4 separate regions of the Mus musculus genome follow, and all the other regions are linked to region 4. Evidence: chromatin contacts called from public HiChIP or PLAC-seq and promoter capture Hi-C data. All regions are on one chromosome and are shown on one strand. The core of a region is the stretch at or near the end of the contact, and the rest is flanking DNA. Distances in the headings are between cores, read along the strand shown.

Region 1 (6,533 bases), core at 3,128-5,627, 2.4 Mb before region 4:
TAATCTTTGTGTCACAATTTGGGGACCACCACTAAGACAGCCTCTCTGTGTCCTGCCCTCAAGGCAAAGGAATACAAGAAGGAGCTGTCAGAACACACCCAAGCTATACCTGTCTCCAAGTTCTCAAGTACTGATATTCTCAGACATCTCTTGAAAGTGACCATTTAATGCACGTGTCTTGGATGGTGGGCTCAGATTGGAGGGAGACCATTGACATAACTGAGCACCAGGTAGGGCGTCCTAGCCAGCCGGGCATGAGAACAGCAGGAGACCCCCGACAAGGGCAGCAACAGCGTGGCACCCACCAGAAGGAGGAAGAGAAGGAGAAAGAAGAGGGTCAGGGGCCGCTTGGATGCAGGAGCTGGGACCCTGAGAAGAGACACGGTATTAAAACCAAGGGTGGGCCACCACCACGATCCCTCTCTCCCAACCCCCCAGCCCAATCTTTTCAAGCCTCTCACCCGCGATCCACTTCCAGCATTGCATCAGGCAGACTGGGGGATACTTGCCTCTTCCTGTCCTGAGAGTAGACAGCAGACACCACAGAAGGAATGTCAGTGGCATGTAAGTGGGGACATTCTCTCACTACTCCAGACCTATAGGGCTGCCCTTATTCTCCTCCTTTCCTGGTACCCCTGAACCCCGCATGAACTTATAGTATGGTGGGCATCTGTACCTGTTCTTTAGACATCCACTGCCCTTTTTCTGATAATGCTGATGTAATGATGTGTGGTGTGTGGGCGCCTCTACATTCAGACCTTCAGGGTCACTTTAGACTGGCTTCCGCTCTCCCCTCTTCCATGATGGGGCATGTGACTAAGACCTGGCCAATCAGAGCACTCTGACTAGTTCAGGGTGCAGCCTGTAACCCAAGCAGGGCAGGTGAAGTCAAGCCTGAAACTTTGGCTACTTCAAGTAAGTCAGGGGTCATAGTGTAGGTTAATAAGCCAGGGAAAAGGGACTCCAGCTGGGGTTGGAGAGAGACCAAAGGACAGAGATGGAACCAAGATGCATTTTAGGTCCTGAATCTGTGGCGGTGTTTAGACTTTTCAGTTACAGAATGAAAAGAATATTCCTTCGTATGTGTGCCTGTCAGTACGGGTCGGCTCTCTTTTACTTGGATCAACATCCCCTGGTGTGCCTAGCTCACCTGAGGCTTCCGGAGCCGCCTTCGATGGTGAGCCGCTAAATGTTTCCGGTGGCCAAGCCCCAAGGAGAGCAGGTCCTGTGGGAAGAGAAAGGCTCGTGTTTCTTGGAAGACCGGCAGCATGGTTATGGAAGGGTCTGGAAGAAGGTGCCACAGAGAGGAAATTATGCCGATACACTCGGATCTCGTGGGAGAGACAGAGAGGGGCAGAGCCAAAGAAACCAAGAGGAGAGAAACTTTACTTATTCATTCAGTCAACAAATATTTAATGAGTGTCTATTACATGCCAGGCACAATTCTAGGAGGCTTGGTGAGAATGGAAATGGGCAAAAAGTCTGGTCTCTATGGAGCTTAATATTCCACCCAGAGAGGTAGGACATTAACAAATAAATATATCATGTCAAGCCCCAGTAAGGAACGTCAGAAATAATGGTGCAGGATGCTAAGCTGGGTCCCAGCAGCTCTTAGAAGAGGTGATGTGCAGAGACTGGACTGAGCTGGGAGAGGTGAGCAGGTCCTGTAGCTTGGAGCTGGGAGTGAGGCTGGTGTGCTTAGAGAAGGCTCAGGGCTGTGTCCACAGCACAGGGAGGGGCAGAATGAAGGGACAGAGACAGAGGAGAGGAAGGAAGCAAACAGGGATCCATGGTAACAAGGAGATACAGAACACATAAGAGAATCATGGTGACAGCTAGGGTGGTCACAGGGAGGTGGGCCCACCCCAGCAGTGAAGAGACTAAGGCAGGAGGATTGTGAGTTCAAGACCAGCCTATACTGCATAGCATGAATCTGTCTTTAAAAATAATAATAATAATAATAAAATCAAACAAGAGAGGCTTAGAGGAAGAGACACAGCCAAGTCTTCCTTGAAAGGGAAAGGCCATACCAGAAAGGTGTAGAAAGGTACCTTGTGGGGCCCAGCCAAGTAGGGAGCCTTTGAGGCGGGGCTGATCTCACCTCAAGGCCCTGTCCACTGCTCTGGGGTCCCCTGTAGCCACACAGCTCACAGGGAGCTCCTGGTATCCGAGATATCTTTTGCCCTGAGGGCCCAAGACCCCCAACATCCCCTGCTGGGTCCCACTCCAACTCTGCAGGAGTGGGGAAGGTACTGGGTGCCCAGGGCCCCCAGACTCCACCAGCTGCTGGCCCGTCTGAGTCTCCCTCAACTTCCAAGTCCTGGTCCAGGAGGTTGGCCTTCTCAAGCACCTGGAGCAGAGGACAGATGTCATGGGAGTTGGGGAGGTTAGGGTCTGGGCTGGGGACTACCAGGGCAGGTCATACCAGGCTATAGCTGATCAACTGGGCCTGCAGCTGCCAGAGCCGTTGGAAGATGGTGTCTCGGTGGGTTCCAAGGGCCCTCAGGACCTGCTCCAGGGATGCCCAGGCCCTGGGCTCACTCCTCTCTGCCAGGCCCTCACCAAATGCAAGCAATGCATCCACGCGCTCAGCGGCCCCTCGTAGCTCTGCCTGCAGGGCCTGGAACACATGGCTAGACACTCTCACATACGACAGTGATACCAGACCCCACCCCCACCCCAGAACCTGGAGTTATTTTGTCTTTCATGTCCTGTGCAGAAGTCAGAATATGCAATAAACCCACTTTCTATTCAAGAAAGCTTACACCCATACCAAGGACTCTACCCACTCCCCTATAACCTGGCCTCCCACTGCCTACCTGCATCTGGACAATCCTGTTGTGGGCCAGCGTCCAAGACCCAAGGCCTCGTTCCAGGTCCTGCAGCCGGAAGTTCAACCTCAACAGACAAAGATGTAGACTGTCCTGTTCAGCTTCTAGTACTTCCAAACCAGAGTCAGAGTGCTGGAGATTCCAGGGGACCAAAATCAGGGCCAATGGGCCAAGACACTACCCCTACTCCCAAGCAGGCTGCTGCCTTGTGGATGTTTCTCTGAAGCCACACCCATTCGAGAACCAACATTTGGGCTGCTCCCACTTGGCAGCCCTTTACACCAAGGCTGAAGACATCTAATTTAAGATTTCCAGGTTCCCGAGCCTTCTAGAAAGGTCTTTATATGGGTCTAAACTAGGAAGGATAATGGAGCAGAGTACCCCCAAAAGGAATGGGGTTATTAATAAAATTCTCATTTCCTACTTGGTAAAACGTGGAAATATGTCCAGCTTGGAGATGATAAAATGTAACTCCAGTTCTCTGAGGCAAGAGAACTGAAAGTTCAAGGGCAGCCTGAGCTACACAGTGAAAGCATATCTCAAATAAGGAGGTCGGGGGAACCGGGGAGATGGCTCAGTTGATAAAATGTTTGCTGTACAAGCAAGTGCTCAAAGAACCAAGCATGTGGCACCGGCTGGTCAGTGACTGGAGGCAGATTCGTGGCGCTCACTCACCAGCCACCCTAGCCAGGTTCAATGGGAGACTCTGTCACATAGTGGAAAGTGACTGAGAGACACTGGCACCGGCACGCATGATGTGCCTGTATCCCTGCTCACACTTAGGCACACAGAGTAAATACACAAAACGATTAAAAATAAGTGAAATACTGATTGGCAACCAGATGTCCTTACGGTGTCCCTTCCTCCACAGCACCCCCCAGAATCATATCATCTGAGCAAGGGGCAGATTCCGGGGGACAGACAGGAAGTGGGACTGGAACAGAGGGTGTGCTCAGCTCACCTCACAGGGCTTGCCCCCGTCTTGATGCTCATGGGAAGAGGCCAGGGGGAGTCTTGAGGGGCTGGTGGCAGACTCAGTGCTCTTCAGTTCACCCATGCAATGCTCAGGCAGGCCCAAGGAGGCCTGGACCTGCTCTGGCCTAGAGAGGAGAAAGGTTGATGGGCCACCTGTGAGGCACAGTGTCTCCTTTTCCACCTCACCATATGCCCACTTTTCTCCATGTCCTTCTTCAGTCAGTCACACATGGCCCTTCCCACAGACCCCTCCCTCCCTCCCTCCCTCCTTCGGAACCACTATCAAGCCCCAGTCCCCACCTGCTTGTCTCTTCCTCAGGTGCAGGGCAGATGGTCCCTCCGACAACATCCAGCTCTCTAGGAGCTGCCAGGGGACAATTCACAGGCTCTGGCGGGAATTCACGGCCAAGAGGTGGAACCAGGGCCATGGCCGTGCACTTGGGGATCGTCAGGTGAGGATGTCCAGTAACAGCAGCCGCTTTCTTAGACAGTCCAGACCCCCATGCTTTCTCAGCAGGACTCACAGCCTAAGTCCGAGGCTACTGAGGGGCCCAGGGGCCAGCCTAGCTCCACCCCTTCCTGGAAGAACCTGGACTAGAGAAATCTGATGCCTGGCTGAGGTGCGGAGGCATTTAACTCCTTCCTCCCCAGCAGGAGAACCTAAACCTTCCAATACCACCCGCTCGCCATCGTGGGGCTTTGAGAGAAAACGTCACCCATCTCAAGACCTTGGATCCTGTCACCTTCAGGGACACCTGTGTCTCAGGGCCCGTCCCATTCATTTAAAGTCTCAGGTATAAGGATACTGAAAAAAAGTCCCAGCACCTGGCAGCTAAAGCCTGTCACCTCAGGCAAGCTGGTCTCAAGTTCAAGGCCAGCCTAGGCAACTTATGGAAGCCCTATTGCAAAACTAAAAAATAATGCAATTGTTGCCTGGGTTGTAGTTTAGTGGTACAGCATTTGTCTAGCATCCAAGAAGCCCTAGGTTCTATCTCCAGTATTGAAGGGGGAGGGGGGGGCAGAGAGAAAGAAACTGAAGTATCTCTTCCCATCTAGTTAAAAAAAAAAAAATCCAAAACGAGTAAAGGTATTTTCTGTTTATTTGGAATGGTGTCTTCTCCATGGTTTCCATAGTTACTGGGGAAATAAATAACCCTGGACAGCTACCTCTGCCCTAGGGTTCCAAGGTCTTAGAACCTGGTGGTCACTTGCTCAGCAGGAGGCTGGCGCGCAGCACACGGGGCACGCGGCGAATGGTCAGTGAGACACGGGTGCCGCGCACCAGGTGGGCTCCGGGCAGCGCTGACTTGCAAGCGGTGGCATTGGGTGGCAGCGAGGTGGCGTCCAGCTCATCCACACGGGTAGCTGAGATGCCGTGGAGCAGGCGTGTGTAAGCTGTGCCCCGGAGCACCAGCAGGCTCCGTGGTTCCACCAGCAGCGAGGTGATGGGCCGTTGAGGAGGCCTGGGCTGCGGGAATCAGTTGATAATGGTAAATGGATATCCAGAGTTTGGGAGTGTGTGAAAAGTCAGCGGGCATCCGTAGCTGGTCAGGGGACAAGGGTCAGCAGGCCCTCAGGAGTGGTAATCTATAGGTTCTGGGGACAAGACTATTGGCCCGCCGTGTGTGTGTGTGTGTGTGTGTGTGTGTGTGTGTGTGTGTGTCCAGTTCTTTGGGAGGAGACAGGGCCTATGCTGCATTTTAAGACATAAAGGGCTACTACATTGTGGGAGCTTCAGCTGGCATCTGAGGGGCTGGGACAGACATGGGCAGTCCTAGGGATACTTACGCAGAGCTAATCTGGGGGTGCACTGCTGGGGTCAGGCTCTAATACAGAGGTTAAAGGGAATGGCCTATCCCGGGACTCTGGCTGTTAGGGAGGCTTTACTCAGGAATGGTATTACAGCAAGCCTGCCTGGGTAGAAGAGATGGAAAAGACGGAACTTTAGGGAGTGGAGCTAACATCTGGCCAGGGTGTTCGGAGAGTTGGAGGAAGACTCTATGAACACTGGGGTATCAAGAATGCATGACTTAAGAGCTAGCAGTCAGAGATAAGGGTGTCCCCAAAAGAGCCGTGTGAGGTTAAGGGGAATCTAGAGGTGATAGAGCATATGACTAGAGTTTCAGGACGCTGGTATTAAGGTGCCCTGTACAGTCTAGGAGGACACAGGGGCACACATGAGTGAATGACACAGTGGGATATCTTGAGGATGTCAAGAATATGCATTGGAGCCAGGCACGGGGGCACACGCTTACAACGCTGGCACTGGGAGGATGGGACAGAAAGATGGCAAACGTGAGGCCAGCCTGGGCTACATACATCTGTTCACAAAAATAAGTAAACAGTAGTTTCTAAAAAAAACTTTGTTGGAACACCGTGTTGAGCTCAAGTGGTCTGAGGGAGGGTCACAGGTCATCCATAGCCTTAGCCATCCAATACCATGGCGACGTATGTATCGGTATCCCTGGGTATCATGGCAGCTGGGGCACCGTACAAACAGATTGGATGGGTATGGGTTGGCTATCTGGGAGAAAGCAGGGATGCCCAACAAGGGACAGGGGAGCATGTCTGGGTGTCACGAATACTCTAAATACAGGTAGGATCAGACTGTCCTGGAGCATATGGGATGTCAGACGCTAGAATGCCCCCAAATGCCCGGGGCATCAGCTCAGGACCCACCTGCTCCATAGGGACATCATCGTCTGGCTGTCGAGGTTCATAGAAATC
Region 2 (7,283 bases), core at 4,383-6,882, 2.3 Mb before region 4:
TTGTGAGCCACCATGTGGTTGCTGGGATTTGAACTCTGGACCTTTGGAAGAGCAGTCGGGTGCTCTTACCCACTGAGCCATCTCACCAGCCCCTGGCTGAGATTCTTGTATGGCCATGTGGATACTGGGAATTGAACCCCAGGATCCTCTGCAAGAGCAGTAGGTGCTCTTAACCTCTGAGCCATCTCTCCAGCTCCATCTTGCCTGGTTTCTTTTTCTTTTTTTTTTTTTAAAGATTTATTTATTTATTATATGTAAGTACACTGTAGCTGTCTTCAGACACACCAGAAGAGGGAGTCAGATCTTGTTACGGATGGCTGTGAGCCACCATGTGGTTGCTGGGATTTTGAACTCAGGACTTTCATAAGAGCAGTCGGGTGCTCTTACCTGCTGAGCCATCTCACCAGCCCCTTGCCTGGTTTCTTGAGACACGTTTTCATGTAGTTCGGGTTGATTTGAGACTTGATTTGTAGCTGAGAGTGACCTTGAACTTTTGACTCTGAGGTGAGAGCTTTTATTAGGATTGATGTAAGACTACCTCCAAAATGGGAACTATTGTCCTCCTGCTAGGGTGGAACCCAACACTCTCCCGAGCCAAGCACTTGCTCCTAGCTGCTACTCAACCAGGAAGATGGAAAGTCAGAATTTGATTCTGTGACTGCCTGAGAACTTAATTGAGCAATGAGAAAAAACAGGAGTGATGGTCAGGGGTGTACTGTGCAGTGCTGTGGATATCAAGTTCAGGGGCAGCGCTCGGATAGTCGTGGGCGTTGTAGAGCCAAGATAGCAGTTTCTAGGCAAGAAAGGGGCAGAGTCAGCCATGGCTTACAAAGCTCCTTTGATCTGGCAGCCAAGGGAAGAGTGAAAACAGACGTTGGGTGTGGTGGTGCACATCTGTGACCCCAGCACTTAAAAAAGCTGAGGCCACAGGATGATCGGTTGTTCAAGGTCATCATTGACTACATCTCAGACCAAGATTAGTTCATTAGTTACTTAGTTAAAAGGGCTAGCATCTAGCTTAGTTGGGAGAGTGCTTGCCTCGCATACGTGAAGCCCTGGGTTTGTGACCAGGCACTCATTAACCTGAATACGACAGACCTGTAATCCAGCAAGCAGGAGATAGAAGCAGGAGGATAACAAGTTTAAGGAGAAAGGTCCTCTCACCTGTGGTAGCCAGGGCACCAGTAGCACCAAGGACACCATATGTGGCCACCTGAAGGTGGTGGTGACTCAGCCTTGGTACAGGAAGGAACAGATGTAGTGTGGGCAACGCTGGCTTGGTTTGGTTGTGGACAGAAGGCATGGATTCAAGTTCCAGGGCAGGAGTGCGGACCACACTAGACGCTAAGGCCAAGATTGGCAAGTTACCTCCTTTTAGGGGCCTGTTTTGGGTTACAGCTGGGAGGTTGTAGCATAGGTGTCAGGAAGGATGGGCCTGGGTTCCAGTCAGTTTTCTGTCCTGTCTGTCTGTCGTGTGATCTGCAACATATCACTTTGCCTGTTTATTTATTGAGATGTCAGGGATTGAACCCCATGCCTCAAGAATAATGGGTGTATACTCTTTTACTGTGTTATAATACCTGAATTCTGTGCCTCATTTAAAAATGCCACATGCTCACAGGATTAGACATTTTATTGATTTAACTTCCTCTTCGTCCTCCTCTTCCTCCTCCTCCTCCTAATATTATTAATAGAGTCTCATGTAGCCTGACTAGCCTTGAACTCCCACATGTACCTGAAGGTAATAGTGAACTCAAGATCCTCCTACCATAACTCACCTAGTGCTGGGATCACAAGTGTGTATCATCACCACGTGTCTTCGAAGTTTTGTGGAGCGAGCGCTAACTTCCATCAACAACATCAACATGCTATAGCCAGTCAGGGTGGCCGTGCTTTTGATCCCAGCACTCTGGAGGCAGAAGCAGGGAGCTCTCCATAAGTCTGAGGTCAACCAAAGGGTATTTAATGAGACCCTATCTAAAAACAAAGCAGAATAAAACAACAACATCAACAAGAGGGAAATAATTATATTATCGTTCTAGAAGCACCCAAGCCCTTCCTTTCTCCCCGCAGGCGCTTTCAAATCTCTTGACAAAAATGGCACCGGACAGATCCAAGTGAACATCCAGGAGGTGAGCCGGTTTCTCTTGGGGGTGGTGCTCAGCTGTGAGGTCCAGCCCCTACCATCCTGTTTGCCCAGCAGGCCTTGGGTGACGTGTCTGGTTTTCCAGGGTCCCTTTGCTCATCTGTGCTTTCTTTCCTCTTCCAGTGGCTGCAGCTGACTATGTATTCCTGAATGGGAGTGGCAGACCTGCCCCCTCACAGCTCACTATGGAGCCACCTTGAACCCTGATCCTGACTGCAGCCGCATTTTCATGGTCATGTCCTGCTACCCAGAGGCCTTTCGTCTCCCTGTTCTGGTACCCAGCTTCCCAATCAGCAGCCAGAGCTCAACATGCCACACCTTGCTGCACCCTGAGTTACCCCTGGCTCTGAGACAAGCTAGCTTGTTCTACTGAAGGGTCACCCCACCCTAGCACACCCAATCCACGCCATCTGTTACCTTCATCCTGTCTGTGTGCCAAGCCTAGCACTCCTGCTGCTTCCATGTCCCAAGGGCCCTGTCTTAGTTCTGGGAGGATCACACCTGTCCCTACACACCCTGTTACACACTCACACAGTTACCTCCCAGGCAGCCAGATGAACTCCAGGCCATGGCAGGTCCACACACCCTAGTGCCTACGCCTGCTCTGTGCTCCCCCTGCACAGCGGTCGGGCCCAGGAGAAAATAAACTCTCTCTACTTGCTGCTTCCTTCGGACTCTGAGTGCTGAGTCCAGGCAGGAGGGAACATGAGCTCTATAGAGTAACTTGGTTATTTTTTTAATGTGTATGTGTAGAATGTGTGTGTATATACATGTACTATGTGTGTGCCACCCTCTGGGACTGGAGGTATGAGGGATCATGAGTCACCACTGGGGTGCTGGGAACTGAACCCCAATCCTCTGCAATAGCAGCAAAGTACACACACACACATACACTACACTTTCTCACACACACACACACACACACTCAAACACCATATACTCCCCCCACACTTACATCACACACACATACCGACACACTCTCATATACACCCTCAACACTACACACTCACACATACATACTCTCACCTACAAACACATCACACACACATTCTCTTTCTCACATTCAGTCTCACCATATACACACACACCATAGACCCTCACAGATATACACCCCCCACATACACACACTCATACACCACATTCACACGTGCTCACACACCAACTCACTCTCTCTTTCACACACACACAAACACTTCCATTCGCTGCTGGGTTCTGTGCTCTTCCACTCAGCTCTATCACCAGCCAGCTTCAATCTTGGCACCAACCTTTGTTCTCCTTCGGTTCATAGGTCACTGTCAACATCCCTCCTTTTTGCCACAGGGTATGTCTGAAATATAGCCCTGGCTGCCCTGGAACTAGCTCCCCTCCCCCCCCCCCCCCACTCCTTTGGACCTCTGCAATGGGCGGGGATTCCATTCCAGGTTATAATTCCCCTGCTCCCCATTCCCATCACCACTTGAGGTCCTCCACCCCGCCCCCATCAGGCATCCATAAAGCAGGTTGTCCTAGGCACAGCGCTGGTCCAGCATCAGGGACCAAGATCTTTGGTAACTTGCTTTCCACTGCGTAGACACCCCAGATTGTGGGAAGGTGGATTAGAACAGAGACACACAGGCTGGAGCCGGGTTGGGTTCTCAAGAGATTAGCATATTTATTGATGTTTGTCCAAGTCCTCCAAGCTTCTTGGTGTCACTTCTTGTGGGGGAAGGAGGCCCAGCCCAAGCAGTATAAGCAGTAGGCAGTGCCTAGGAAGGAGGAGTTGGATATCAAATAAGACCCTAATTCCCTCTTGACCTCTTGAAAGGCTTCTAAAGGCCCCTCCTTAGGTTCCCCCAGCTCCTAAAGGATCACAGCTCTTATTTGGCTGTTATCTTCCTCCCAAACCAGATTCCTCATGGGAAATCCCCACCTCCACCCGTTTGGGTTTGGACTAGGCCAGGAGCTTGTTCTGGACTGGTGTGGGCATTACCAATTGCTACCCCCACTTCCTCAGGGCTGTAGGTAACCCATCGCTCCCTTCCTGAGCACTAGTGGATCCTCAGACCTTCTGAAGCACCAACCGACCCAGACCCTGGCTATTATTATTATTATTTGTTTGTTTTGTTTTGTTTTCGAGAAAGGGTTTCTCTATGTAGCCCTGGCTATCTTGGAACTCACTCTGCAGACCAGGCTAGCCTCAGACTCAGAAATCCGCCTGCCTCTGCCTCCCAAGTGCTGGGATTAAAGGCATGCGCCACCACTGCCCGAGGACCCTGGCTATTCTTATGACCAGAGCAAGCCAGTGGTCCTGCACTTACCCCCCAGAGTCAGCGTCATGGTCAGTCTGTACAGGACGTTGTCCATTCCCCCGCCTTTCAAGTGTACTGGGAGGTCATTGTCGGCCTGAGTTGGAGGGGTGAGAACAGGGTTGCTGGCTCCTGCACAGACCTCCACCTGCCCAGCGACCCCCACCCCTCATTAGGTCCAGAGACTCTGTCCCGCCTACCTGGAAGAGCTTCTGCTTCTCTGCCACACGGTTTTCTAAGTGGCTTCTGGTAGATGAGCTAAAAGACCGGACCAGAGCCTGGGAGACCTGGAGGGATAGGAGATGGGTCTGTAGGGAGCACCTGGAGATCTGCCCTCATGTGGATCCCGCAGGAAGGGAGCGCTTTGCGATGTGGGGACTACATTTCTGATGAAGAACTAGGTAAGATATCTTAAGGCAAGATAGTTACTAGTGAGAGCGGGGGTGGGGTGGGGGTTGGGGGTGGGGACATCTGTCAAGACATTGGTGGAAGCCTATTATCCCAGCATTCAAGAGGAAAGCAGGAGTTGGGGCCAGCCTGGGCTACTTAGTAAGCATTTAGAAAATGAGAGGAGGTGTCACATAAGTTGTTACAATTGGGAGGTGGAGGTCGGAGGTCAAGGACATTCAGCTGCATAGCAAGTTAGAGACCAGCCTGGGCTATGGGAGACCCTGTGTCAAAACAAACATACAAACAAACAAACAAACAAACAAAGGAGTGGGGATGGGGAATCGGTGTCTAGAAGCTACAGCTTGGAACTCTCTGCAGGCTGTGAGAGACTCCAGTGCTGAGAATGTGAAATGGGCGCTATGGGGTTTGAAGGAGAGGGCTAGATTAATACCAGAAAATCAGGTTCCAGGGATGGCAAGACTGGCTTGGAAGTTCCATGAGAGTTGGTTTTAGGGCCCCCTGGGATGTTAAGGGGGACTCGGGTAAACGGAGGCTTAAACCCAGGGTTCTGGACCATGTTAAGGATAGTGCTGTCTGGAAGCTCAGGCTGCCAGGGAGGAAGTCCCAGTCTGAAGGGTGCACCTGTTCTAAGACTCCGGATCCTGGCATGTTTAGGTTAGGCATCTGGGTTGTGGGGTTCCCCTCCACCCCGACACAGCCCGTGCTGGGGCCTCACCCGTAGGGCCCTCATTTTGCGTCCTCAGCAGCTCCGAGTCACCTCCCCTCTTCGCCCAAGGACGTGCAGCACTTTACCCTAAGGGAATCCCAAGCCACGCCCACTGACTCCCAGACTGGTGGGGCGTGACCAAATTAGATTTGTCCAATAGGGTCAGAGAGAAAGTGTTCCAACTTGTCAGTCATCGTTTCCGCATTTGGGTTGACCCCAATGACAGTGGCTCAGGGACTTGCCACTCCCTGGCTGTTATCTAGGGTTACCCTGCTGATAATCTGGGAGCCAGTGAGGGCAGAGATAAATGTCTGTCTTCTGAATGAGTGATCACTGCACCTTGGAGCCTTAGTTTCCATATTTGTTTCCTCAGGGCCAAGTCAGGATCTTCCCCAGTGTTCTTGAGGAAACAAGGAGTCACCCCGATACAGATAAAGATATTTACCAGGCCAGAACTGATTTAAGAAATTAAAGAGATAGAGAGAGAGAGAGGGAGGGGGGGAGGGAGGGAGAGAGAGAGAGAGACAGAGAGAGAGACAGAGAGAGAGAGAGAGAGAGAGAGAAAAAGAGAGAGAGAAGGAGGGGGGAGGGGCGGGGGGGGGCTGTGCGGGCGTGATGGCACACGCCTTTAATCCCAGCACTCGGGAGGCAGAGGCAGAGACAGGTGGATTTCTGAGTTCGAGGCCAGCCTGGTCTACAGAGTGAGTTCCAGGACAGCCAGAGCTACACAGAGAAAGAAACCCTGTCTCGAAAAACTAAAAAAAAAAAAAAAAAAAAAAAGAAAAGAAAAAAGAAAAAGAAAAAAGAAAAGCGGGCCGTGGTGACCCAGACCTTTAATTCCTGCACTTCTGAGGCTCACTGTTCTACAATGGTCTACACGGTGAGTTCCAGCCTTGCTACAGGCACTACGTAAAGAGACCCTGTCTCAAAAAAAAAAAAAAAAAAAAAAAAAAAAACAGTTTAAGGACTGACAATGGAGGGCAGGAGAGGTGGCTTGCCGATTAAGAGCACTGACTGCTAGTCCAGAGTACCCTGGTTCAGTTCCTAGCACCTACATGGCTGTTTACCTATGTCTGTAACTGCAGGTCCAGGGGATCCAACATCCTCACAGACACATACATTCGGGCAAAACACCAATGCACATAACAAAATAAAAAAGAATAGACAGTGAACAGATGGAGGAGAGGAGGGTAGGGAGGTAGGGGTCGTGAAGGGGATGGGAGAGATGGAAAGAGCAGAGGGAGAAAGAGTTGTTCCCTTAGAGAAAAATATGGGGCATTTGTATTGTTTTTTTAGCTGAAATTAAGCTTCCTAGATCTTTTCTTTTTTTTTTTTTTTTTTTGGTTTGGTTTAGGTTTTGAGACAGGGTTTCTCTGTATAGCCCTGGCTGTCCTGGAACTCACTCCGTAGACCAAGATGGCCTTGAACTCAGAAATCTGCCTGCCTGTCTCTGCCTCCCAAGTGCTGGGATTAAAGGCGTGCACTGCCACTGCCCAGCCCTAGATCTTTTCTTTGGGATCCAACCTAAACAGAGGTGACATGGCAGCCCATTCTCTCTCTCTCTCTCTCTCTCTCTCTCTCTCTGAGACTGGCCATCTGGGTGGGACTTAGGAGTTAGGCTTAATTGTAGATGGACCCTGATAAATCACCAGGTCTGACTGCTAGTGAGTGGGTCATTTTGCTTTTAATTTCTAGCCTTTATGTCTGTATAATTAGAGGTTTACTGAGGCAATAA
Region 3 (7,473 bases), core at 1,109-3,608, 2.2 Mb before region 4:
AACATCACCTGGCACAATTGAGTCGTCAGAGAAACCAGAAAGTCCCACCTCACAGCAAACACTTTACCAACTCAGCTACCTCTCTGGCAGTCTTTTACAATTTTGTTTTGTATTTATTTCTTTGAGACGAGCTCAAATAGCCAAGCCTGGCCTCAAAGCCCTGCATAGCCTTGAACTCCTGATGCCCCTTATACGTTTAGGAATTATAGTTGTGTCTTACTTTTTTTTTACTTTTTTTTTTTTTCCAGACAGGGTTTCTCTGTAGCCCTGGCTGTCCTGGAACTCACTCTGTAGACCATGCTGGCCTCAAACTCAGAAATCTGCCTGCCTCTGCCTCCCAAGTGCTGGGATTAAAGGCATGTGCCACCACTGCCTGGCTCATTATTAGTATTCTAATTTTAGGAGTCCAGTGATTCCAATCAGAATGGTCTTCTAAAACTTATGAACTGTATTGAGATAATATTAGCAATATAAAGGTTTGCAATTAACAGGCAAAAATATCTTTGGTATATAGATAATTTGTAGAATGTACATAGCCTAACATGGCCTTAAATTCCCTATGTAGCCCAAGCTGGCCTCAAGTTTCTTCTGGTCCACTTACCCCGTAGCCCAGTGCAGGGTTCCAGACATCATTATGCCAACCCAAGCTCTTTGTTGATAAGATTGTCTAAACTTGAGGTCAGAACAGAATATTGAATCTAGAAACATGAATGAATTCACGGAGCATTGGTAATTTATTGTGGCAGTATCCCAGGTCAGTGGGAAAATCGTGGATGACTGAAAAAACAGTATCAGGATAATATAATAGTGTGGGAAATTAATAGGTGGCTGATGTCATCATTGGTTTAGGAATTACAATGTCTCTGCAGAAAACAGAGAGAGACAGAGAGGCAGAGACAGAGAGAGAGACAGACAGAGAGAGAGACAGAGACACACTGAGCCTGGTATGGGCTTTTGAAACCTCAAAGCCCACCCTCCAATAATAACACACCTCCTCTAACATGGCCATATCCCCTAACCCATCCCAGGCAGTTCCATAAACTAATGACTAAGCATTCAAATGTATGAGCCTATGAGCCAGCTCATTCAAATCTCCGCACCCAGCAATCCCAAACTTCACTTCCCTCTAACATGCCTGGTTAGTATACCCGTTATCATTGGGGTAGTCTACCGGCAGCTCTCCCTCAGCTCCATTCTATTCTGGGTAACTTCATATCCTTATAAGATCTTCATGTCTTTATAGTATCTATTTCGTTAGGACTGTGGCAGCTTTGCAATTAACAGAGAAGTGAGGTAAGCCGTGTTGTCCCTATTTTCTGAAGAGAAAATCTTGATTTATACAGAGATGTAGTCTTTTAACTTCAATGTCGTTTTAAAAGATTTAATGTGAGTGCTCTGCTGCATATACATCTGTAGGCCAGAAGAGGGCATCATATCCTCTTATAGATGATTGTGAGCCACTATGTGGTGGCTGGGTATTGAACTCAGGTCCTCTGGAAGAGAAGCCAGTGCTCTTAATCGCTGAGTCATCTCTCTAGCCCCAACTTTAATGTCTTTTTCAGACCGACTGACTTGTTATCTCCTGGACTAGGTATATTTATTGGTTATGGAAATCACTTCAAAGGAAGATGCTTTCTCCAAGTGTTCCACTGTAGTTTTTAATGTAACTACCTCTCAGTAGCCAGGGATGACCCTGATCCTCCTGCTCCTCCTGCGGGCTAGCATTAGAAGCATGTGGGAATCCAAGGTGTGGTCCTGGTATCCACCCTTTCAACCTACAGGACCTGCTAATGAGTACCAAGCCAAATGCATGTCCAGAACAAGTCACACATCTGCGGAGGAGATCTGTTCCTGCACACTTCTGGGGCGGGGGGAAACTCGGCCGCTAGAGGTGGCCAAGCAAAGGCTTAGCTCTCTGAGAAATTGAGATAACTTTCCCCCTTCAATATATTTTTTTTCGTATTGCACTGAATTATATTACTAGAAGTCTCAGCCGCATGATTATGCTTACTATGCAAATCACACTCCGCCCCCTACCAGTTCTCCGCCCCTTTCCTGATGCAGTCTATCCTCTACAGATAATACCAAAAGTCCGGGAAATCAACAGATTCCTAACTTTTTTGAATGATTTTAAATGCAGTAGTGGAAGCTGATATAGGGTTCCATGTATCCTGAGGATGCGTTTCTATTTGGGGTGTCCTCCGCTCGTCCACCACACTGAGGGACCGTTAGAAGCCCCGCCCATCGGGAGCCATCTTGTCTGCCGCGTTCCCTCGGACTGACTACATTTCCCAGAGGGCTCCCTGGCTTCTCGCGGGAAGATCACGCGCCTGGCGTGACTTCAGAGCTTTGCTGGCAAGAGGGGAGGTGCACTGAAGGATTGCAGGGCTTTGGCAGCTTGCAAGGAAGGCCTTTGGTGCGGAACCCGGGAGGAGGCGGGGCGAACGCCGAGGCTGGGCTTTGTGCGGCAGAGGAGTCGGAATTGTGCGGCTAATTTGTGAACAGTGATCGCGGCGCTAAGGGGCTGGACTGGTGATGAGCATCAGTTTCTGCTAACACCGTGGCGGCCACCACCCCTTGGTGAGTGGGAGGGAGCGAGCTGGGGACACGTGCGGCATTGTGTGTGGATGTGGAGAGCTGCTGACTGGGTGAGTGTTCTGTCTCTGTAGGGGCGTGCGACTGTGTGATGTTGTGACCACGTGCAGCACAGTGCAGGCGCAGATACCTGTGGATTCTGTGTGGTAAAAGTGAAGTTGTGCTTAAGTTACTTTTTGAGCCCCTAGTAGGTAGTCCTGTCTTCTCGTAGGTAGGTTTCCGATAGCCGAGTGTCTCTGTTGTGGGTCTGTGTGTGGGTTGTGAGTGTGAAGTTTTGAATGTGTATCTTGCGTGCATTCTTCTTTAGCCTTTGCTCATTTTAGAGGTTCATTTGTGAGCTATCATGCTTTTCTTTGTCTTTTACTTTGTTTATTTGGACAGCTGTGTAGGACTTCCCCGTGTTAAGTGGGATAGCGGCTTAACTGAGTCTTTGTGCTGTTTGATATTTCAGGATCTGAAGCATTTATACATCTCGACTATTAAGGGTAGCCATATGAGTATTTCCAACTGTTTTTAATGTTTACTTTTAAAAATTCACTTTACATCCTAATCTCAGCCACCCTCCTTCCTCGCTTCCCAGTCCTACCCTTACAAATCCCTCCCTCCATCTCCCCCTTACCTTGTCCTCTGGGCAGGAGAGTCCCTCTGGGTACCACCCCTCCCTGGGGCACCTAGTCCCAGCAGGTCTAGGAAGCACAATCAGGCAGTCGAAGTAGGGGGTGATCCAATGACAGGGAACAGAGATGGAGACAACCCCCGCTCCACTTCTTAGGGGGACCCACATAAACACCAAGCTCACACTTGCTACAAACGTGTAGGCGTGGGGTGGGGAGTGTGCTTAGGTCCAGCTCTTCCATGCTCCCTGGTTGGTGACCCAGGCTCTGTGAACCTCCATGCTCCCAGGTCAGTTGACTCTGGGTCTTCTTGTGGTATCCTTGACCCCTCTGGCTTGCTCACTTCTATCCCATACTCTTCCACAAGACTCCCCAAGCTCCACCTGATGAGTGTGGCTCTCTGCATCTGCCTCCATCCACTGCTGGGTGAAGTCTCTCAGGAGACAGTTATGCTAGGCTGCTGTCTGCAAGCACAAGAGTATCATTAGTAGAGTTAATTAGTTTCTCTCACATGGGATGGGTCTCAAGTTGGGGCAGTCATTGGATGACTGTTCCCTCAGTCTCTGCTCCATATTTATCCCTGCACTTTCTATAAACAAGACAAATTTTGTGTTGAAGATTTTTGGAGTGGATTGATGTCCCGTCCCCCTGCCTCTGGAAGTCTTGCCTGGGTACAGGAGGTGGCCCCATCAGTCTCTATAATTCTCCTCTAGTAGGAGTCTCAGCTAAAGTCACCCCATAGGCTCCCTGTAGCCTCTTCCTTCCCAAGGCTCTAGCTAGTCACCAGAGATGCCCCCCCTCCCACCGCTGGTTTCCATTCTCCCAGCCCTCTCTCGCCCTCCCTACTTGATCGCCATCCCTGTTCCGATCCTCACCCCCTCTCCTACCCATTTTCCTCTCTCCATACATCTCTGATGATTATTTAGTTTCCCCTTCTGAGTGGGATTCTCAAACCCTCCCTTGGACCTCCTTATTACCCAGTTTCTTCTGGTCTGTGGATCATAGCTTAGTTATCCTGCACTTTATGGCTAATGTCCACTTATCAGTGAGTACATACGGTGCATGTCTTTCTGACTCTGGGTCACCTCACTCAGGATGATGTTCTCAAGTTCCATCCATTATCTGCAAAATTCATCTGAAGTATATGGCACTTATTCATCTCATCAAATAGTAGACATTTGAGTATTTCTAACTTTTAATCTTATAAACATTCTGCCATGTCTGTTTTAATTTTTTTCTTTTGAGACAAAGTCTCACTGAATAGCCCTGGATGGCCTGGGACTTAGTCTGTATTCCAACCTGGACTTGAACTCACAGATCCACCTGCCTCTGGCTCCAGAGTGTTGGGATTAAAGGCGTGCGCCTCCACAGCAGATGTGTTATAATTACCTTTACAGTAGGATGCAGGAGCTTCAGTTCCCACACCCTCTTCTAACCCCAAAAAAGGTTTAAAATGTGATTTAAAATAAAAGATTTAATTTTAAACTATGTATGGTTGTGCAGGTCTTTGACCCCAGCACTCTGGAGTCAGAAGCAGGTAGATCTCTGTGAGTTCAATACCAGCTTGGTCAACAGAGTGAACGCCAGGACAGTCAGAGCTATGTAGAGAGACCTTTTCTCACAAAACCAGAGAGAGAGAAGCAGAGAGGTGGGAGGGAGACGTGAGTCAGTCTGTGAAGGCCTGGGTGGTCTAAGCCTCCGGCAGTGCTGTTGTCTCAGTCTCGGGAGTGCTGAGATTCAGACACTTGTATCATGATCTACCCTATACAAGAATTGTATTGTTGTGCCAGGAAGTGGTCATGAACCCCAAAAGGCCATCAGGGTCTCTTTATTACAAGCTTAGACTTGGACTCTCCTCCCTCCCAGCCTTGTCACAACAGAATCCTTGAGCCCTCAGCAGGACAAGTTTTTATAGGAAAATAGGAGCAGGGGAGGGAGGGAGGGAGGGAGGGAGGGAGGGAGGGAGGGAGGGAGGGAGGGGGTGTCCAGTCTGGCAAACATCTAATAGAAAGGCTATTAAGCCGACAGGTGGGTGCCCTGAAGCAAGACTGTAGATAATCACAAACAAGCTGAAAGTACACCCAAAATAACCAGACTAATCTTTGATTAACTGTTGCTAGGAAGTAGCTAGGGAGTAACTCTGGGGTATGGGCAAGGACAAGCCCTGGGGTCCTTCCTGGTATGTGGGTGCAGCTTGGGTTCTGCTGCAGGTCAAGTTCTCAGGCTTTTTTTTTTTCTCTTTAAGATGGAGGCTGGTTCCAAGGTGGAGTAGGTTTGGCCTCTCAGTATATCTTCATGTGTGTGCTTATGTGCCCAAGAGCCATATTGCCCAAACCCCTCCTGTCCCATTCCAGAGCCTGGCTCTCTGAAGTTAGGGATGTTGAGATATCTGTCTGTTCTTCCCACTTTAGACCCCTCAAAGTGTGGGGTGAGTACTTGGGGAATGACTGCTGTGTGTACTGAGTCAAGTGGGGTCTCACTGTTCTTTGTCTCCCCCAGTTCTCCCCCGTTCCAGAAGAGCAGCACAGAGGACCTGTCACCATCAAAGCCATGGCTCAGGTGAGGCATAGGTTTTTTGTATTCGAATACAATCATTTTGTGTCTAGTACAGATACATGTCTGCTTTCTTCAACTTGGTGCTTTTTTTGGTGTTGAACAAGGAACCTTCCATTTCGGTATAAATAGACTCTCACCTTGCTCTAAAGCCATGGTAGCTCAGTCATGATAGGGTCCTTGTGATGGGCAAAGGGCTACCTGTTAAGGCAGTGGTTTTCCATCTTCCTAATGCTGTGACCCTTTAATACAGCTCCCTGTAGGGATAACCACGTGTGCACTGTGTGGAAGCGTTGCCCAGCAGTGAAAAGCTGATGTGCTGTTAGCAAGAGGGAGGGAGTAAAAGGGGGGAGTTTCAGGAGAGCGATTGAAACGCTGAGTCAGAGCTGGAGGTTTGCCCCGGGATCTGAGGATGTTGGATGCAAGCATAGATTAGTTTAAGTGGGTTGTGTAAGTTACAAGCTAGTCAGAGAACGAGCCCAAGCTCATGGCCTAGGCCCTTACTCATAAATAAGTCTCCGAGTTGTCATCGGGGAGCTGGGATGTGGGTAGAAAAGCCCGTGGTTACAGTTGCTCATGCTGTGGCGATCTCCAACCACAAAATTATTTTTATTGCTACCTTATAACTATAGTTTTACAACAGTTATGAATCATAAACGTATGTGTGGTTTTTGATCTAAGGTGACCCCTGTGAAAGGGTTGTTACAACCTCAAACGGGTTGTGATCCACAGGTTGAGAACTGCTGCTCTAAAGGAAAGAGTCTCTAGTAGACAAACTGAAAAAGCTTTGGGGGCAGGAGTGATGGTCCAGCTGTTAGGTCCAACTAGGATCACAACCAAAGAGTGGTGGCACACACCTGTAATCCCAGCACTCAGGAGGCAGAGGCAGGAAGATCTCTGTGAGTTCAAGGCCAGCCTGGTCTGCAGAGTGAGTTCCAGAGCTACCCAGTGAGATCCTGTTTCAATCTAACAACAAGGAAAAGAAGAAGAAAAAATAAGTGTGATACTTTTGCTCAGTTTCAGTATTTTTTTTTTAAATATCCTATCAGTTTGATAACAATAAAAAGACCCCCAAAATGGAAAACTGAGGGCAGGGACATGGGGATCCCTGCTCATGGCACCAAACCTGGCTGCAGGGTCCCCCGGTTTTGCTGTTGCTACGAGGTTGGGGGCAGCGATTGTCCTGTGGGAGCCACGGTCGTCTGAGTCAGGACCCTCACTTCTTCTCGGGTGTGCTCAGCTTCAGCATGCCCGGATCTTGTCCAGCAGGCCAGAGATGAAGGCCTCAGCGGGTTTGTAACAGTCAACTAACAGCTCCCTGACTCTAGCAGCCTGGCTATCATCGCTTTCCATATCCAACAGTTCATCCACATCTGTCTTGAGCTCTGGCAATCGTAGAGTCACGTGAGCTGTTCTAAAACCCACTCCTCTAGGTTGAGCCACTTCCTTAGCTCCTTGTCGTACTTGACGGTGACCATCCCTTGGCCTTCTCACTGGGCCATCGTCATCTGCCCCTGCCTCTTTGTCTGCAGCCCCAGGGGGACTCTAGAAGTAGACATGGGGCCCTGTGCTGCCACTGTCCGGCCTGAGGGCCAAGACAGCCAATGCTGCAACCCCCCACTCCCCTATCCCTCCCATGGGAGGCTGTCCACCTTGGTGGATGCACCTCCTGGATGCCCGCCAGCCAGCGGCTGGCTAGCTCGTGGGGTCC
Region 4 (6,917 bases), core at 1,226-3,725:
AGAGCAGGAGACAGAGGTGAGGAGGAGGGGGAAGCTTTGCACACACAGAGCAGGAGACAGAGGTGAGGAGGAGGGGGAAGCTTTGCACACACAGAGCAGGAGACAGAGGTGAGGAGGAGGGGGAAGCTTTGCACACACAGAGCAGGAGACAGAGGTGAGGAGGAGGGGGAAGCTATGCACACACAGAGCAGGAGACAGAGGTGAGGAGGAGGGGAAGCTATGCACACACAGAGCAGGAGACAGAGGTGAGAGGAGGAGGGGGAAGCTATGCACACACAGAGCAGGAGACAGAGGTGAGGAGGAGGAGGGGAAGCTATGCACACACAGAGCAGGAGACAGAGGTGTGAGGAGGAGGGGAAGCTATGCACACACAGAGCAGGAGACAGAGGTGAGGAGGAGGGGGAAGCTTTGCACACACAGAGCAGGAGACAGAGGTGAGGAGGAGGGGGAAGCTATGCACACACAGAGCAGGAGACAGAGGTGAGGAGGAGGGGAAGCTATGCACACACAGAGCAGGAGACAGAGGTGAGAGGAGGAGGGGGAAGCTATGCACACACAGAGCAGGAGACAGAGGTGAGGAGGAGGAGGGGAAGCTATGCACACACAGAGCAGGAGACAGAGGTGTGAGGAGGAGGGAAAGCTATGCACACACAGAGCAGGAGACAGAGGCAGAAAGAGCTGAGACTGGGGATGTGGCCTGCAGAACCCCAGGAGGAATTCAAGTGACTGCAGCTAAGGAAACGCTTGTGGTGGACATTAATCTCTAGTTACGTATTCAGCACCACACAGCTCCTGTGGAGAAAATGGAGGGCAATTATCTGATTTTACTTCCATGAAGGATAAGGGGTAGCACTAAGAAAAGAACTGTGATGGAGCAGACTGACCAGAATCACACTGTGGAGAGAAAGGAGGACGGAACACATTGGCATGACAGAAGGCTAAGCATCTTTATAAATGATCCAAAAGCCAGTGGAATAACAAAACAGGAAGCTTTGCAGAAACAGTCACCTAGATATAGCTGGGGACTCCTGGTCTAGTATTAGCCTATGGGATATCTTAAAAATAGATACAGTCTTTAAGTTTCAAAAGTGCAGTAGAAACAAGTGCTGTCACCGGAGTTTTTTGTCTTAGCCATTCTGATTGTTGTAAGGTAGAATCTCAGGTCATTTTGATTTGCATTTCCCTGATCACTAAGGACTTTGAACATTTCTTTAAGTGCTTCTCCATCATTTGGGATTCCTCTGTTGTGAATTCTCTGTTTAGCTCTATACCTTATTTTGTGGTTGGGTTGTTTGGATTTTTGAAGCTTAGCTTCTTGAGTTCTTTATATATTTTGGATATTAACCCTCTATAGGATGTGGGGTTAGTGAAGTTTTGTCCCACTCTATAGGTTGCTGATTTGTCCTGACTACGTCCTTTGCCTTACAGAAGCTTTCCAGTTTTATGAGGTCCCATTTATCAATTCTGGATCTTAGAGCCTGAGCTCTAAGACATTGTTGGTGGGATTGCCAACTGATACAACTACTCTGGAAATCAATCTCGAGGATCCTCAGAAGTTTGGAAATAGATCAACCACAAAGACCCAGCTATACCACTCTTGGAATATACCCAAAAGATGCCCCACCATACCACAAATCCACTGTGTTCATAGAGGTCTTATCTGTGAAAGCCAGAAGCTGGAAACAACCCAGATGTCCCCCAATGGAAAAATGGATACAGAAAATGTGGGTCATTTACATAATGGGATAGTATTTAGCTATTAAGAATGAGGACATCATGAGTTTTGCAGGCAAATGGGTGCAACTAGAAAATATCCTGAGTGAGGTAACTCAGACACAAAAAGAGTAAAAGGCATGTGCCACCATAATCTGAGTGTATTTTAGTTCTTAGACAGGGTTTCACTGGGTAGTCCTCGGTGGTCTCTTCTCACAGACATGCAGCTGGCTGTACCTCCCCATCGCTGGGATAAAAGCCATTGCTACCACGCCCAGCCATGTTTACTATCACTTGATGTCTTGGCCTCTTTATTATCACTGGCAATGTTCTTTGCCCCCAAATCTGCCTCCATTTTATAATCGACTTGAGTTTTCTTTTGATTATGTAAAGATGGTCACTTTGAATCTGCTAGAGTATTTATCTTTAACATATTTTCTGAAGTTAACAGATAGCTGGGTCTGACCTCTTTTCAAATCTAATGTGACAAACCTGTACTTTAGCTTTTAGACCGATTACAGTACTTTCAATGCGACTAGTTTTATTATGAGGATCGTCTAGCCTGTCTAACAGACACAGTACGGTTGTTGCATAGCATGTGGTCCTCAGTCACATTTTCTATCTAGAGCATCCCTGCCTTTTTAAGGGCGAGAAAATCAGTTCCCCGCAGAACCGGAAGTAACTTTTACTCAAAGGAGGGCGCCTCCCCTTTAAGCGCGCACCCCCGTGGGAACTCCCACAAACCACTGGGCTCCGCTCGCAGATCTGGCATCCCCGCCCCCAAGAGCCGGGCTTCACGGGGGCTTTGCTGGTGATAACTGCATTTTTTAGGGTCACCACGCCGAAACTAGCGCATAGGCTTTTGGTGTTCTGGTGCCGCTAATGCGGAAGGTCCGATCTTTGTGGTCGGCGGAAGAAATTTCAGGTTGGCTTCGGTCTCCATGGAGTAAGGCCTGAGGCAGCCGGCTGGGAGTGGGCGTGTGCGGACGGTCGTATAGGGTCGCTGTTTGTTGATGTGATAGTGTGTGTGTGTGTGTGTGTCCACACCTTGATCTCTCTGCATTATCTGGGGCTCTGTGCGCGTCGCTTTCTGCTCCAACTTTCCCTCGCGACCACAGGAACCAAAGCAGAGGACTAAGTTTCAGTAAGGAGAGGTCAGGCTAGGTACAGACTTGAGCTTGGGAGGAGCATTTGGGGCTGAAAGTGCCACCGAGGGTGACCTAGGAGGGTGGTTACTTGTTGAATTCCATGACTTTCTCAGAGCCCTAGCTGTGTGAGTGTTGAGGGAACTGAAGGAAAGTGCTCAGTGCGGATGCTGCCAGAGCATGATGGGGATCTCATCCTTGCGCAGGCTCCCCGCGAAGGCCATCAGTCAAAAGGAGGGCTTGAGAAGGATGGGATCATTATTGCTGCCCATCTAAGAGTCAAGGATGAGTGTACTCTTCTTTTCTGTTTGAGAAATGAGTTTTCAATTTTATAATATGGAATTGTCAGTAAATGCAGGTAGGTGAACGTACACATTCATACCTCCACCGCTGTGGCCCTTACGTTGTCCCTGCCCTTAGGTCCTGGTGTTCACATGACCATTTCAATTACCCTTGACTTTTTCTCCCTAAATCACTTCCTTTCCCCACATTATAGACAGTGCTCATCTTGGGTTCATTGTCTGCAGGGTATGGCAGGACAAGGGAGTGTTAGAAAGAATGCAAATACTGGTTGTATATTTAAGGAAATGACTCATAAGCTCTAGTCTGTACAGTGTACATTTTAATCTCAGCATTTTGGGAGGCAGAAGCAGGAGGATCATTGTAAATTAAGGATCAGTTTGATCCACATAGCAAGTTCCAGGAGGGGTGTGCTACAAAATGAGAACCTGTTTCAAAACAAGGAGAAAACGAAATGAAGGTAATAATGAAGAGCAGAATTTTAAAATTTGTATTGTGTTCAGTGTGATAATTTTACAGAGCACAAGGTGGTCCTCACAGAGCCCAAGGCAGGACAGTTGTGTCAGCCCTGCGGAGGTTGAGAAACTCAGTTCTAGGATCAAAAGACCTAGGACACCCAGAACAAACTTAGCATTATTTTGTTCAAAATCTCCCATAATATGGAAAGAGGGAAACATATACTCACCTCCTGTGACAGGATGTTTTACAGCTAATTATCTTCATAAAGGATCATGGCTTGAGACAACATAAGTGTTATCATAGATGAGGGAAGGTTCTCAGGAGAGTGGTCCATGGTGCACAGTCCCATTCACTAACAGTGGGCACAGAATGCTGGACGCTGCCTGAGCATCACAGCTGCAGCCCCTCCAGCCTCGCTGTGCTTCAGCCCTGAGTTTACACAGGAGGGGCCACCTGGATGCTGTGAGCCCCTGTGAGCCTTGATAGGTGGGGTTCCAGTAGGAAGATCTGAGATCTGCGCACAGTAGGAGGAGCGGCCCAGGTGCAGGGCGAGCTGGAGCTCAGGGTGGAAGATGGATCCCTTCTGCTGGCCTCTTCTGGAGGAGTTCAAGGCAGATATGTTTGTGCCCTGCACTCCCACACTGCCCCCTTGGCCGTGGGTTGTCTGGGTTAGGAGGTGATCAGCTTTGTGTAGACTCCTGTGTGCTTCCAATTTGTGTGTGGGAGGCTGTGAGCGGTGGGAGGGGAGAGAGTGAGTGGGGAGGCTTGAGAAATAAGTGTAGTCGATGACATCACAGTGACAGAAGTCAGCCTGGGAACATCAAGTCACAATGCAGTGAATGGCTTTCTTTTTGTCCCCCAGGGGAGGAAGCCTGAAGAAGAATGGCCAGCTCTAGTTCCCAAGACATGGTCTGTGTAAGTTGTTTTTCTCTCTTGGACATAGAGTGACTTCAGGTTAGGTGACTCCTGCCCTCTTTCCCTCTTGAAGCTTCCCAAGGATCCGGATTCCCCCAGCCCAGTCTGCCCCTTTCCAGTGAGGGCTGGCAGGTCTGAGCACTTCCTGTCTGTGCTTCTTCCCAGCGTGCACTGCGGTTGTCTTTGAATGCATTTCTCCACGTGTGCTCTCTGCTTGGTCTGTGCTCAGGGAGGACTGTCCCTGCAGTGGAGGTGTCAGTCCCACAGGGAAACAGGGGCCTTGGGGGCTTCAGAGCTTTGAGGGGATGGTCTCATTGAGTGCCCTGGGAAACCTGATTGACATCTGTGGTGTTGTCAGCCTGGTGATGAATTGTTGGAGAGTTTCCCCTATGCATGGGTGTGAGGAGATGACTTCCCCGAGGAAGCCTTAGGGGAGAGTCCAGGTGTCAGAGGGAAAGGTCATCCAGGCTGTGATAGGGAGGTGACTGCAGTCTCCAGAGTCAAGAAGGACCTGAGACACATTGTTTCTTGGAAGGTTTTGTTTTCATTCATGGAAAGAAAGAAAGAAAGAAAGAAAGAAAGAAAGAAAGAAAGAAAGAGGTTAAGCCTAACATGTACATAATATGTACTTATACTTAGTAAGTTTATGGCCTCTTGCATAGTGTATAAAATCATTCTTATGACAACAAATGTTAATGACATCATGTGATAGTATGATAAACTCAAGGACTCACAGCATTCCTTATGTGTTTTACCCTGACCCCAGGTGACATTTCCCTTCTGTGGGTATAGCCTGAGGGATGTGGGTGGAGTGGAGAGGCACAGGTATTGGCTATGTAGGTGGGCACAGTCGTCGTTTATGGGGGGCTCATGCAGTCAGGTGCCTTGAGCATTTCCTTATGGCTCCCTTCCCACGCTTGAGTCCTTTCCCTCCTGGTTTCCATCTTGAAAGCTTCCCCAGTTTCACTCTCCTTGTGTTTGCTCTTTCAGGGGTCAGTGACATTTAGGGATGTGGCTGTTGACTTCTCTCAGGAGGAGTGGGCCTGCCTGGATGCTACTCAGAAGGTCTTATACAGGGACATGATGTTGGAGACCTACAGCAACCTGGTCTCAGTGGGTAAGCCTGTGCCCCATGGATGGGGGATGTGTCCTCTACACTGTGGGCTTTCCTCACTCTGAATTAAAGGACAGTGCCATCTTTCCAGTGGTAGCTGAAGCTGGGATGGAGGCCGATTCCTGTCATTGCTTCTCTGAGAAGGCTGAGGCAGGAAGATTGCTGTGAGTGCAACATCACCCTCAGATACATCCTGAGTTCCAGGCTAGCCTAGTCTACAGGGTGAGGCCTTGTTTCAAACAAAATAAAACAAAACAAAATCAACATATAAATGAAATAAGCAGATGAATCCATAAATAGAATTAGGGGCTAGAGAAATAGCTTGGTTGTTAAGAGAACCAGCTGTACTTGGGGAGGATCCAGGCTCAATTCCCAGCAGCACAAGGTGGCTCACAACCCTGTGTACTTCCAGTTCCAGGGGATAGGATGTCCTCTTCTGGCTTTCACTATGCACATTTGTGGTGTTCAGTTATACATGCAGAAATATCCTCACAAACACATAAAATAATTTTTATCAATAAAATTTTAAAAGAGGGAGCTGAGTTCCTTCGTTTTAACCATAGGAAGAATGTGAGATTTAATGGATTGAAAATAGGACCTCATAGAGCCTGCTTGCCCACCCCTTGTTGGTCCTCTCAGTGAGCTCTAGGTTCAGTGAGAGACCCTGTCTCAGATACAGACGTAGAGAAAAATGAACGAAAAGACACCCAACACACTGTTCTCTACTGTATACGTGCATGCATGCATACCTACACACACCCTCATGGACACATACACACCCTGGACATGCAGAACTAAATACGAGAGCCATTATGGTTTACTTAGTAATGAATCAGTAGAGTTGACTCAGAGCAGAAGTGGACACATTCTGTTTCCTTCAGTACCACCTCCTTTACCTGCTTTGTAGTGGATTTTTAGAGTGTGAAGTTTGTCTCTCTCAGTGAGCAAATCTGTAAGGATGAGGCGTGAATGTGAAGGAAGGCAGCATAAGTAATAATGAAAGCAATTTCCATGGCTGAGGAAGTAACTCAGTCATGTTAACCCTTTCCCAGCATGCTTAAAACCCTGGTTCCATCCCTAGCATTACTGAATAAGTAAATAAATGCAAGTTCAAAAATAATGATTTTGTTTTAGTATAAGTCAATCTTTAAAGTATTTGAATATAGCATTTAATCTTAGTAAAGCCCTATCCAGTTAATAGCATTACCTCAATCTATGTTATTTTCTATTATTATTATTATTATTATTATTATTATTGTTATTATTATTAT

Evidence for each region. Promoter capture Hi-C pulls out the DNA fragments that hold promoters and counts their contacts. HiChIP or PLAC-seq counts read pairs in DNA pulled down with a chosen protein or histone mark.
Region 1: a contact with region 4 is called in a promoter capture Hi-C map of liver, with 2.8 times the contacts expected there. The contact joins the promoter of Syne4 here to the promoter of Zfp974 in region 4.
Region 2: a contact with region 4 is called in a promoter capture Hi-C map of liver, with 4 times the contacts expected there. The contact joins the promoter of Cox7a1 here to the promoter of Zfp974 in region 4.
Region 3: a contact with region 4 is called in an H3K4me3 HiChIP or PLAC-seq map of bone marrow-derived macrophages, with 3 times the contacts expected there. The contact joins the promoter of Zfp566 here to the promoter of Zfp974 in region 4. A contact is called at or near these places in 1 of 39 promoter capture datasets (liver), 2 of 115 datasets of contacts at active chromatin or transcription factors (astrocytes and bone marrow-derived macrophages) and 1 of 9 other capture datasets (adipose tissue).

The regions. Positions count from the first base shown.
Region 1 is chr7:30,312,660-30,319,192 of GRCm38.p6, reverse strand. It overlaps Syne4 (spectrin repeat containing, nuclear envelope family member 4), which reads right to left and starts at 4,377. Exons shown (of 8, transcript NM_153577.2): 1 at 4,107-4,377; 2 at 3,793-3,931; 3 at 2,820-2,963; 4 at 2,426-2,620; 5 at 2,102-2,350; 6 at 1,151-1,225; 7 at 462-520; 8 at 148-369. The coding sequence starts at 4,234. The coding sequence ends at 192. Alkbh6 (alkB homolog 6) reads right to left here. Exons shown (of 7, transcript NM_198027.3): 6 at 6,486-6,533; 7 at 4,890-5,274. The coding sequence ends at 5,011.
Region 2 is chr7:30,182,520-30,189,802 of GRCm38.p6, reverse strand. Cox7a1 (cytochrome c oxidase subunit 7A1) reads right to left here and starts at 5,632. Exons shown (of 4, transcript NM_009944.3): 1 at 5,558-5,632; 2 at 4,632-4,718; 3 at 4,444-4,528; 4 at 3,773-3,891. The coding sequence starts at 5,572. The coding sequence ends at 3,836. It overlaps Capns1 (calpain, small subunit 1), which reads left to right. Exons shown (of 11, transcript NM_009795.4): 10 at 2,074-2,132; 11 at 2,270-2,869. The coding sequence ends at 2,296.
Region 3 is chr7:30,085,395-30,092,867 of GRCm38.p6, reverse strand. Zfp566 (zinc finger protein 566) reads left to right here and starts at 2,358. Exons shown (of 4, transcript NM_152814.2): 1 at 2,358-2,580; 2 at 5,709-5,768. The coding sequence starts at 5,760.
Region 4 is chr7:27,925,016-27,931,932 of GRCm38.p6, reverse strand. Zfp974 (zinc finger protein 974) reads left to right here and starts at 2,475. Exons shown (of 5, transcript NM_001374027.1): 1 at 2,475-2,638; 2 at 4,480-4,532; 3 at 5,523-5,649. The coding sequence starts at 4,500. It overlaps Gm26891 (a long non-coding RNA gene), which reads right to left and starts at 5,525. Exons shown (of 2, transcript XR_881914.3): 1 at 3,844-5,525; 2 at 3,459-3,586.